2 separate regions of the Mus musculus genome follow, and region 1 is linked to region 2. A link is a contact called in public HiChIP or PLAC-seq data. All regions are on one chromosome and are shown on one strand. Each heading gives the region's core, a stretch centred on a gene start, on an enhancer-like site or on the middle of the called end of the contact. The rest is flanking DNA. Distances are from core to core; before and after follow the strand shown.

Evidence for each region. HiChIP or PLAC-seq counts read pairs in DNA pulled down with a chosen protein or histone mark.
Region 1: a contact with region 2 is called in a CTCF HiChIP or PLAC-seq map of CD8 T cells, with 6 read pairs. The contact joins two enhancer-like sites. A contact is called at or near these places in 1 of 39 promoter capture datasets (the C10 cell line), 1 of 15 datasets of contacts at CTCF or cohesin (CD8 T cells) and 2 of 9 other capture datasets (adipose tissue and liver).

Annotation. Positions count from the first base shown.
Region 1 is chr13:32,981,111-32,984,190 of GRCm38.p6, forward strand. No RefSeq gene overlaps it. Among named protein-coding and RNA genes, the nearest start is that of Serpinb6b, 17 kb to the left of the region's middle. Within about 2 kb of position 1,776, at least 9 of the 459 cell types and tissues checked have an H3K27ac peak or open chromatin away from gene starts, as enhancers often do. A contact at or near this core is called in CD8 T cells, where this site is marked.
Region 2 is chr13:32,830,414-32,833,351 of GRCm38.p6, forward strand. No RefSeq gene overlaps it. Among named protein-coding and RNA genes, the nearest start is that of Serpinb1a, 19 kb to the right of the region's middle. Within about 2 kb of position 1,673, at least 119 of the 459 cell types and tissues checked have an H3K27ac peak or open chromatin away from gene starts, as enhancers often do. A contact at or near this core is called in CD8 T cells, where this site is marked.

The DNA of each region.
Region 1 (3,080 bases), core at 526-3,025, 150 kb after region 2:
TCCATTCCTCCAACTGCCTTTTCCTTACCTATATCCCCTTTCCTCCTTCAATTGTTAAAGCTTCCAATCATCTCTACAAACTTGTGTTTGGCTCATGCTGGACCCTCTTACTTATATGCAATGATTAAAGTGGCTTCTTAAAGTTTTAATTGGCATCTAGCTTTGCCTTTGACAGAGACCCTTGGAGGCATCAGATACAGAGGTGTGAGTGATGAAAGGGGGATCTCGGACTGGTTTCTAAAGCATCTGAATCATGGGATTGAACCTGATGAGGCTACTGAAAATGTGTGTCTAGGCCTGTGTGTTCTGCCTGTCAAGGTCCCAACCAAACTGAAGCCATTTTGAATAAAACTTCCATTTTCAATAGGGGCTCAAAGAAGTTTAATATCCCAAGACCTCCCTGAAATCCTGTTTGACATGAACGCTTGGCAAGTTGTCCCACTACAGATGAATAAAGCCGCAAATGAGAATAGAATAGTATACCACGAAGAAATGTTCCTAGGAAAGTCCCCTGTCCCTGAATCGTGATGGGTAGGAAATCAAACTGTAACTTGACAAAAACCCCACAAATGTGGCTTTTGTGATTTATTTTTATACTTAAAAGCTCTGTAATTTTTTGGCTTACAGTCACAGTTCAACTCCCAAGTCTGTTTTGCATCCCTGATCAATCAGTAGTGGCTTGATAGCAATAATCATTTATTTCCTGAACTGACTTTTCAGTTGTGTTGGATCACAAGCAGACCCTGAAACACCTCTTTTTCACCATTGCCCATAACAATAGCCTCCCATGATGTAATTCTCATATGTGGTCAGGATGTAAAACACAGATGTGATTATATATGTCCTCATCTTAATAAACTGTTTATGGGGGTGCCCCCTAGACTAAAAGAGAAAAAGAAACCCCAGTGTGAGAATTAATTTGGGTAGATCAACACACTCAGTCTCTGAATCATAGGATTTGGTATTTTTTCAAATGTCAGTGGAGATATAGCTGAATGCTTTCAGAGGAAAAGACCAAGGTCTCACAACCACACTATGGACTGTTACTCATTCCTGAAAACAATATACCTAGCCATATAAAGACATCCAAGAACCTTATGTGTATATTACTGAATTAAAAGGGCCATTCTATGCAATTAAAGTGATTTGACATTATAAAAAAGGTGAAACTACAAAGAGAAAAGATCAGTGGTTGGCAGGGTTGTGAGACTGATGACAGATGTCTCAGCAGAGCACAGAAGGCTTCAGCATAATGACTTTTGCTCTGCTCGATGATGCACAATGTTGGACACACATCCTCATCCAGTTGTTCCAACCCATAGATAATTAGGAATATCCAACATTGCAAAGCATATTAGCTATTTTACTTGTTGCTGTGTCAAAATAACTTAGAAAAGCAATTTAAGGAAAGAGGAATTCAGTTTTGACGCTCACGACTCAAGGTTATAGTCCATCATAATGTCAGGAACTTGAGGCAAGTGGGAACTTTGCATCCACATTTGGGAAGAAGAAAGCAAAGTATTTTCGGCTCAAATTCTTCTTTTTACTCATTTAAGACCCCAGCCCATGGAATGAGGCTGCCCTCTCTGGATAAGTATTGTTATCTCAATTAACCTAATCAACAGGTGTGGTTCATCTCCCACGTGATTCTAGAATCCATCAAGTTGAACATGTGAATCATCCCTCATGTATCACTCTGTTGTGGTTTCTCTTAGGCTCTGCCTTCTCATTTGTGTTTGTGGTCACTCTCTGGGCAAAGAGAATGTGATGACATTCAACCTTGGTGTGCACTACTCGAATCGAAATCACTGGGTGGACTTTAGTGTGCACATTAGATCAGTATGTTATATGAAAGGGAAAAATGCAAATAATGAGGAGATAAAAATTTAGATGACTTAGTTTCAGAACTAGAGAAGGGGCCCACATCAGCTTCATGACTAATAATGTCTATAGCTCACGTGTTGGAGTTGGTCTGGTGTTGGTGTATTTTCACACACATCAACCAGCTTTTGTTGTGCAAACCTTGCTTTAGTTAATGGGTCAATAAAAGGCTAAATCATATGATTGGGCGGTAGAGAGAGGAAGATGAACCTTCCTCATAGGGAGAAAGGAACTCTGGTGAGAATAAAAAGAAAGGCTTTTCACAAAGAGACACGAGCTGGGAGATGGATATGACTACAGGGCTAGAAAGTATAGCTAGCCACCTGCTGGATAAGTGATCAGGTTAACTAGATGAGCTAGTTGAGTGTATGCCCAGCCAAGGCATAGGCTTTGAGATATTATAAGGTCTTTCTGTGGTTATTTGGGGAAGTAGCTGTTTAAGGAGCAACTGTGTCTGTATTAATTTCCAGCATTAATTGATATATACAGAATATTAATCTCCTTTTACACTCACAAGACCAGTTAAAACTTGTCCTGTTCTGTTCAAGAACACTATAGCATAGGAGTGGAATGTTCAAGCACCTCAGAGCAGGATAAAGGATGTGGAGGAAGAGGAAAAACAATAGTGGAAAGGTCACTTGGAAAATCAGGAAAGTCCAAACTGAAGGACTAAATGTCACCACTGAAGAAAATAGAATAAGCTCTGTGTATGTTTGGCTGTGTAGAGGATAGTGTACTAATGACTCCTTGGGGAGAGTTTTGGGGTATATTGGACTGGAAGTCAAACTCCATGGAATGATGAAAGAACCAGAAGTGAGATTAAGTCATGGTTCCTAGAAGCAACTGGAATAGAAGGATGAAACAATAAGGTAGTACTCCAGGCACCACCAATAAAGGAAACATGATTAAACATTTAAATACAGGGCAGAGTGAGCATACTTATAAGAATAAGAACATGACTCCAGTGGATTAGAAAATATTAAAGACAGAGAGAGGGGCACATAGAGGACTTGTGTCAGGGAGATGGGCACTCCTCCATGGGCAGGATAAAGGAAACTCCCAAAACTCTTCCTTCCACAGTGAGCTGCCTTGAGATAGATGGCTCCTAAGCCTCTTTACCTACTCATGTTTCTCCACTGAGAGACAGGGGTGATGTTCATTTACGATTTCCTGGAGTAATGACCTTGACACACACCTGA
Region 2 (2,938 bases), core at 423-2,922:
AGTTGTGTCGGGTCAGCTTACTGCTTAGGAAGTAAATGTAGTGGCGACTGTTCATGTCCCAGAAGAACACTAAACAGAGCTCCACAGGAACTGGGGGCTAGGCATTACTTCGCCCACCATGACTTCTGCCACTTGGGTCTACTCTGTAAAGGGTCCACAGTCTGTAATTGGACTGTATAATATGTATGTATATGCATATGTAATAATGGCACCATTAGCTGGGGACAAGTGGTCTAAACATTTCCTCTTCCAACACAAGTATGTCAAATATGAAGGCAACTGATGCAGCTTGCCTGCAGAGTTCCAGACATTATCAGACCTCTGAGCATTGAAGCTCTGAGATCCACCAGGAATGACTTATCTAACTTTCTTTCCGGGGGCCTGACGAAATAGCTCAGAGGGTAAAGTTCTTTACCAGGCAACTGTGAAGACAGATATTCAGAGCCCAAGAACCCATGTAAAAGCTGGGTAGGCATAGCAGCCGCTGGTAATCCTTGCAGATGATCCCTGAAGGAAACTGACTAGTGAGACCAGCTGAAATGGCATGCTGCTTGTTTAGGGAGAAGAGTCTGCTTTGATATATAAGGTATAGTAATTAAGAACACTTTGGACCACCACACACATGTACCTGCACACATACCACACACACACACACACACACACACACACACACACACAGAGGAAAACGAAATTCCTCATGGCTTAAATGAACCTAACTTCTGTCACAATACATCCCTCAAATTTCAACTGTTCTACCTAAGACTCTTTCAGCATGTTGACCACTAGAAAAAGGAACCACGTACCCTCCTGCTTTATATTGTTCAAAGGTTGGACTCCTTACCCCACCCCACCCCTGCCCTGTAGGCAGTCTAGTTCTGATCAGATCCTCCCAACACGAGAAGCTAAACCGTGAAATTTCACATCCCAGTTTCTTCCATCCTGACTGCGATAGCTGTCACAAGATTTTGCGAGTGTTGCTTTAATAGTCGATAGGAATTTCAAGTAATGCCTTAAAGTCAAACTGAAGTTGGGGCTGAAATAATAGCGAAGCATCCAGCTTTTTATGTCACAATTAAGTCTGATGAAGCCATCATTTTCTCCTGCTGCCTGGCAAGCCCAGAATATAAAGGAACTTTATTTCATGTGGGAGGGAACAGAATAGGGATAGATTTGCGGAAGTTACAGAAACAATGATAAGAAGAGATAATAAATCAACAAGGAAATTGTTGCCAGGCAACATGGTTGGTTGTCAAAGAGATAGCCTTCAGTAATAACCCTTGGCAATCTTCAATATTAGGCTGTAAATCTCTGAATAAGAATGACTGAGCTATGAGTGGATCAGGGTGGACACTCTTCCAAAGAACCAGTGCACCCAGCTCACCCATTCTGTCTGTAAACATAACTTCTGCCTCTCTGAGAACTGTGCATCTGTTTCACTGACTGGAACACTTTGTCTCTTGTGTATTTAAAATTATACTGTGATTGTAGTTTTTTTTTTTTTTTCTCAGTACAATGAACCCAGGTTGCCATCTCCCTACTTACTTGGGTCCCAGAACTCTGGCCAGAGGTAGCAAGGGCATGTGACTCACAGACAGTGAAACTGGGGTCCTGTGGGAGTTCTCCACAACCTGAAACCAAATTAGGTAGGTACAGAAGGCGGGGCTAGTTGGCTCTGGGGTAGGAGATCTGCATGAGCAGTGTCAGTCTGTAAACACTGCGGAGGAGGAAGATACAGTTGCTAGCCTTTGTACACACTGGGAGAAGGAAATACAGTTACTAGACTTTGTAGACACTTATCAGTCTTCCTAAACAGTACACCAGAACTCCCAAGAAAAGCCTTGCAATTTCTCTTGAGCCTGGCTCATATGCGAAACAGCTTTGCCTATTTCCCATGTGAGGCCTTGGGCATCCTTGACACAGCTGCGCCCAGCCTGGCCCATATGGATAATAGCTTTGTCAATTGGCCATGTGTCTGGCAGGCCTTTGCTGTCCTCCACAAAGCCTTGGCCATGATAAAAATCCATATCTCCTCAGGATTTCACTCACGCAAGCCTTCCTTTGCTCCCTATACCAGTTGATGCCAAATTCCCTTATATTATTCTTGTTAGATCACCAACATTTGACCAGTGAGTCCCGTACATTCCCAGGTCCATGAAGTCTGTAGAATGTTGGATTTGAAGGAACATTACAGAATACTGGGCCACGGTCTTCATTTCCATGGCTGTGGGATCTGCTCTATGACTGACAATCTCCTTTCTTCTTGAATCTGTGTTCCACAGAGCCTGCCTTTTATGCTTGGAGCCCTCATCCTGTCTTTTCCTTGTTAAAATAGTCTATGGCAGGAAAGTCTGCTCTGCTCACCCTTGTCTCCAGCTGCTAGGCATTTCCAGGATTCAGAAACACTGACAAATGGATGTGAGCAATGACTTCCAAGATCTACAGCAAAGCTTAGTCACCTAGAGGCTGTCCTGACATGTTTGGAAGAGTCCCTCCATCCTTCCCTCCCTTCCCCGTGTGAGGCTTTGTGCAAGACAGTGTCAGTGCATAGATGAATGGGCGGGCTCTCTGGGCTGAAAGCTGGCTCTTGAGACTGTGGACAGCTTGTGTAACATCTCTTTATTGGTTTCATCATCCATACAATGAGAACATGTTACATCTAACTCATTAGCCGGATGAGAGGATTAAAGAAGCTTAAAAATATTCTAGTATGTAGATAAGTATGAGATATATCTCCCTTTTTTGAATCTTTGCCATTATTTTTAATCAAGATGAAGCAAAATCTGCCCCCCAGAAGACTAGGACAGTCTGTTCTCATAAGTGAAGGTTAAAATCAAGGGCAGGAGAGGTCGAGGTGGAGAGGAGCCGGGATCTTTCCTATAGAGGGGTAACTTTTCTTACTGGGCTGGTGGGAATTTTAGCAGTATTAGCTAAACAATCA